2 separate regions of the Mus musculus genome follow, and region 1 is linked to region 2. Evidence: chromatin contacts called from public promoter capture Hi-C data. All regions are on one chromosome and are shown on one strand. Each heading gives the region's core, a stretch centred on a gene start, on an enhancer-like site or on the middle of the called end of the contact. The rest is flanking DNA. Distances are from core to core; before and after follow the strand shown. Region 1 holds the start of Unc5a (unc-5 netrin receptor A). Region 2 has its middle 37 kb from the start of Gm40959.

What was found. Promoter capture Hi-C pulls out the DNA fragments that hold promoters and counts their contacts.
Region 1: a promoter capture Hi-C map of hippocampal neurons shows a contact between it and region 2, with 1.8 times the contacts expected there. The contact joins the promoter of Unc5a here to the enhancer-like site in region 2. A contact is called at or near these places in 8 of 39 promoter capture datasets (the 3T3-L1 cell line, cranial neural crest, embryonic stem cells and 3 more), 6 of 484 Hi-C or Micro-C datasets (the HPC-7 cell line, the N1E-115 cell line, brain and 3 more), 13 of 115 datasets of contacts at active chromatin or transcription factors (VIP interneurons, craniofacial prominence, differentiating embryonic stem cells and 8 more) and 2 of 9 other capture datasets (embryonic stem cells and liver).

What each region holds. Positions count from the first base shown.
Region 1 is chr13:54,948,118-54,950,817 of GRCm38.p6, reverse strand. Unc5a (unc-5 netrin receptor A) reads right to left here and starts at 1,407. Exons shown (of 16, transcript NM_153131.4): 1 at 1,087-1,407. The coding sequence starts at 1,156.
Region 2 is chr13:54,836,430-54,839,129 of GRCm38.p6, reverse strand. No RefSeq gene overlaps it. Among named protein-coding and RNA genes, the nearest start is that of Gm40959, 37 kb to the left of the region's middle. Within about 2 kb of position 1,434, at least 27 of the 459 cell types and tissues checked have an H3K27ac peak or open chromatin away from gene starts, as enhancers often do. A contact at or near this core is called in the N1E-115 cell line, brain, cerebellum and 1 more, where this site is marked.

The DNA.
Region 1 (2,700 bases), core at 158-2,657, 110 kb before region 2:
TCTAGATTGGCAGTTCAGAAATCCACACCCTTAGGAGAAACTGGCCTTGCCAGCCTAGGGATCACCTCCCGGGAAGCAGGCTCTGGGGGCATCAAGCACCAAGAATTGCTCAGGCACCCTTCCCAATACCCAGAAGCTCAGCACTGCCAAATCCTTAGGGGCCAGGAGATTAGGGACCCCCACAGCTCGGTCTAGGTGCGGGCTTTGGGAGATTAGACAAAACCTCCCCCCCCCCCCAGGCCTCTCACGCAAGGAGGTGGGCTAAAAGGCTAGGTTATGAAGGGGCTGGTTAGGGTGGCCAACAAGACACGCGGGGAGACTGCAGGGCTGTGGAGTTTCTGAGAGGTTCTCAGAGCCCGCCAACCAACAGCCAACAGCAAACAACTCCCCTTCGCCCTCCTCTTCCCCCCTCCCACCTCCAGCAGCGAGGCCAGGAACCACAGGCCACCACAGGGGCCCCAGTGCTTTGACTACCGGCTGCAAGAGCTGAGGGCTGTTGGATGCCTCCACGCCTGAGTGTGTGCGTGTGCAAGCCTGTGTGTGGTGGGGACAGAGGAGGACACTATGTTCTAGACGTGGGCACAGGCCAGGTGCCAAGCTAGAAATTGTGAGTGGCTGTTTGGGGCAGTCCTACCTGGAAGAGCTGTCTTACCCCCCCCCCCCCCCACACACACACCCCATTTTCTGAGCACTAGCATATGGCCTTGAGTCCTTCAAGTCTTGTCTTTTTGTCTTTCCTGGATTATTTCAAACTGCCGTCGCGCTCCCCCCCCCCCCCCATCATTCTCCCGGGCCCGTGAAACCAGCAAAAACTTCCCCCACCCGGAGGCGTGGGGCGTCTACACTCGCCAGCCCCGTGCGCTGACAGCTGTTCTGGACTTGGCAGAAGCAAGGCTTCCGGGAGAGCGCACCAGGAAGCTGCGCAGCAGCGAGTGGCGGCCCCCGCGTCCTGCCCAGCAAAGTTTGGCCTCCGGGGGCTCCCAGACGGGTCGGCCGCGCAGGTCACGGCCACCTCCTCCCCAGAGCTAAGCGTTCGCGCGCACGGTCCCCCGCAAGCCTCCCCAGAGCGCGCGCGGCGTGACTCACCCGAACCACGAAGCCAGGCAGTGAGGACTATGCCCAGGAGCGCTGGCCACAGGCCGGGCCGGACGGCCATGGCCGCGGGCGGACGAGCGGGCTGGACTAGGGGCCCCGCGGGCGGGAGAGAGGCTGTCAGCGCCTCAGCCGAGAGCCCCACCTCGGGGCGCCCCCGGGGCCCATGCCAGAGGACAGCGCTGCCTCCGGGCGGCCGGCTGCGGGGCGCACGCGGCGCGTGGCTCCCCTGGGCACCCGGAGCGCAGCAATGCAGCCGGGGCGGAGCGCAGCGCCAGCCGCGCCGCGCACCGAGCCAGCCGCCGCGCGGAGCCCGCAGCCGGGGAGCGGGCCGGCGGGCGCCGCAAAATCCGGACTGGAGCGGCGGAGCGGGGCGGAGGCGGGGCGGGGCGGGGGAGGAGGGGCCGGGCGGCGCTGCGAGCGCGGGCCACCCCCTGCACCGGGGATCCCTTCGGGCAACGCCTGAGGCTCCCCCAGGGAGGAGCTGGGGTAGTGGGCGGGGAGGCCTCCCACCACCCCTCTCAGTCTCCAGGGACAGAGACAGGACTCTGGATCCCGGAGTGGATTGCTTTTCCGGATCTGGCATCACCCTGGTCCGCCAGTCGGCGCACAGGTGGCCCGGGAGGGGCCCCGGGCTGCGGCGACCCCGGCGCAGCGCCAGCCTGCGGAGAGCAGCTCGACTCTGGAGTGCCCCAGGCAGGTTCCGCTGCAGTCCCTGCTTGCACCCCTGCCTCCGGGCTGCGCTCCGAGATCGTCAGCGCGCCGTGGTAGGCAGCTGGCGGGCGGCTTGGATGGGGGACTGCAGGAGAGGTCCCGGGGCCCAGCCGGCGCGCAGGAGCCGCCAGGCCCCCACCGTCTCACCATCCGCCTCCCCAAGACAGCCTGGTGGGCTTCAGGGGCAAGCGTAGCAGCGTGGCCCCAGGCTTTCTTAATCCCTCCACGCCGCTGGCCCAAAGGAAACAACCTTAGGGCGCAGCGCAGCCTGTAAGGAGCGTCGTGTTGTTTGCGCCCCGAGCGCGCGCGGCGCTGGAGACGTGGGCGTGATGCAGGAACCAGAAGGGTTTTGGGAGCTACAAACTCCTGGGGTAGAATAGAAGTGTCACATTCTTCTGGCTCTGTGACCTTGGGCAAGTCACGGGGCGTCTCTGGATCCCAGCAGAATGACCGCTGGAGGATCTCCTATTCCCCACCCCCATTCCCTAAGCTGGTTAAAATAAACAGAAGGCTGCCCTAGAGAAGGAAAATAAACGCTCTCGGTGTGCACAGGGCGAGGGATCTGAAAGAGAGGGTCCCACTTCTGGCCAGGAGGAGAATGAGAAGGGTGAAGACGGTCACACACTCAAACGCCTCCAGCGCCGATCGATAATATAAATTGGTGCTGCAGGCCAGATGATATAAGAATGGTCTTGGCTTCCACAAAGAGATATGAGCTCTCCTATATTTCTTGAGACACGAGGCCCTCTCTCGGTCTGTCTTTTGTTTCCCACTTTTTATAGAGAAGGTTATGAAAAATGTTTTGCTTTATTCTGCTCTCTTGTATATGTGTATATCTGCATATGTATATGTGTGTGTGTGTGTGTGTGTGTTTCTATTCACAACCAAAGCTCC
Region 2 (2,700 bases), core at 185-2,684:
CTTCTCACTCTATAAAACCTGCTTGCAGCTTCTTCAAGTAAATTTAAGCTTCCTCCTCTCCAAAGAAGCCAGCAGATCTCACGAACGGAAACCATTACAGGTTTGTACGCCACCTGCGCAAGAGATCCGCATTGGCAAAACCACTTTCCATTGTGAAAGCCAGCACCTAACATTCAGTAGGCGCTCACTAAGTGCTGGTGGGATAAATGAACGACTGCAGAGAAGCAAGCTAATCGTTCATCAAGTTTATGGATGACATGAAATTGGGAGCAGTTTCTAGCCAGAGGTTAAAATCATAAAGCAGATTGGCTTTCGCAAATGAGGCTGTGGCAAGACAGAATCGGAATTGGATGACGTTCATTAAGTAACCAGTTTGAGGAAGTCGTCGCCGGGAGGATGCGAGAGCTGGAGACATGAATGTTTCTGTGCACGTTGCCACGCAAGCTGTGGGTGGCAGGCTGGACGTGGAGGGAAAGAAGCTGATTCTCAAGGGCTGGGCTGGAAACAGGGTCAAGGCCAGTTCCCAAGCTCCGGAGACACCCTTGTCCTAAGACCTGCATCTAGGAAGCCACCTCGAACCGTATCTGGGGAGACATAGGCGATTTGAGGAAGCACGGGACAGATCAGAATTCAGGAGTGAGGGTAAAAACAGAGATTGCTGAATCTCGAAGGAAGAAAACCCGATTTTCCAGCAGATTTTAAAGGCAGGAGCCATTCCCAGGCTGGAGAGGATAGCATTTCTAGAAGGATCTCAGGCAGAAAAGAATAGGCTGGGAGACCAGTGCAGTTCTTCCCCCACCCCTCCACGCGCCCATCATCTTTCCAACCCCTCACCTCCCCAACCCTCCACCCTCCCACCCCCACTGCAAATGGGAACAGCCTGCAGCTTCAGGAACACCCCCGCAGCTTTGGGAGCCCCCCCCACACCCTGCAGCCTCGAGACCTCACACACATACAACCTTAGGAGCACCCCTCCATGCCTCAGGAGCCCCAGCCTCCCACTCCCGCAGCCTTGGGAGCCCCCACCCACCCCGCTGCAGCCTCGGGAGCCCCTGACATCCTGCTGCAGATTTGGGAGCCCCCCTACAGCCAGCGGCAGCCTCAGGAGCTCCACCACCCCTGCTGTTTACACTTTTATCTGTTGCAATGAAAACCATGATGTGTGTGCCGCTGTATTGATTGTGCCTTTTAGATTTTTATGTCATTGTGGAAAGCAGCAATTATAGTCGTCTGCTCTGGAGGGAGCAAATGGCCCCGAGGGAGGACTTAAAAGGCAGCCCAAGGGGTCTCCGGATCTGGAGCTGGGGTATAGAGGGGCCACGGGAACCTGAGAAGAGGAAGGTTCAACACACCCTCTCTCTTGGTTATGGGACGTTTATTAGGTGCTGGTGATGTGCCCTGTAACTCGGCAGTAGTGGTGTCCCCTCCGTGCACCTCCTCCCCCTCCCCCTACAGAAGCCTTCCAGTGGCTTCCTGTCTGCATCTGAAACAGATCCACTATGCTAGCGCCATCTGGCCTCACCTCCCACTCTCCCGTCGCTCACTGCCTGTTTCCTGACCTGCCCATTTGCCTCTGTGCCAAGGCCTTTCTTTATGGCCACTGTTGCCACTGTCCAGGCTTTTCCCAACCTCTGCCCTGTGTGCAGCTACACACTCAGGTCCCAGCCCGGGACTCACTTCTACAAGGTTCCACCATAAAGATCCAGGCCTCACACGCCAACTCATGTCACATGTGCCAACTGTCTCCATCACATCCCCTTCACGTCATAGCATCTACATTCGAAATTACTGTCCTCTGTCAGTCCCTCATCTCTCCCCACCCCTACAACTCCCCCCCCCAAACATAAACACAAGAAGAATAGGGACCTCACTCTTTGGTTTTGGCAAAAGAATTCTTGGCACACAGCCGTGAGCAAAATGCCTAGCCCAGTTAATAGAGAGTGAGGCTCAGAAAATGTATCCAAATACCTACAAAAGACCCATCTATTCTCCAGAGAGTGATTGACTACAGACTGCTTGCTCTGTGGTAATCTTCCTCCGGGATACTCATGGCTTGTGTGTCACATGGTTGCTTCTTCTGTGGTCATTTGACATTTAAAGCAAGAAGGAGAGGACAAAACCCAAAATCCAAGTCTTCCTATTTAAGTTTGGCCCTTTTTATATAGGGCCTTCCCTATTACCAGGGCGTCATTCATGGAGAGCCTGTGAATCTCTGTCTCATTAGCCAGATCTGTGCCACCCGCTGCCAGGCAGACTGGCAACCAGACTCCACACAGGTGTAAGCTACCATGTGGATTGGACAACATCGTTGAGTGAACAGCCACAGTGACGGCCACAGAGAGGTGAGATTTCTTGCTCAAGGCCATGATTGTAAGCAGCAGGAGTGAGACTTGAGCCCTGTTTGTCTGATTCCAATATGTGGCTGCTCCCATCTCACACACACACACACACACACACACACACACACACACACACACACGGCTGCTGGCATCCTGGCCCCCAGTTGGAGAGGAAAGATAATCCAGTCAGGCGAGCGAGCAGGCAGGTGCAAAGCCTGTGTGTTGCATTGCACCTATGCTGGAGTTGCCCACTCATCTCTCTGTCCCTCCCTCCAATGGATGAGTCTGGGCATCTATCCCAAACTCGGGGCACAGCAGTCCACTCAGGACCTGAACCCCCTCCCCCCCATTCGCCCTCCTC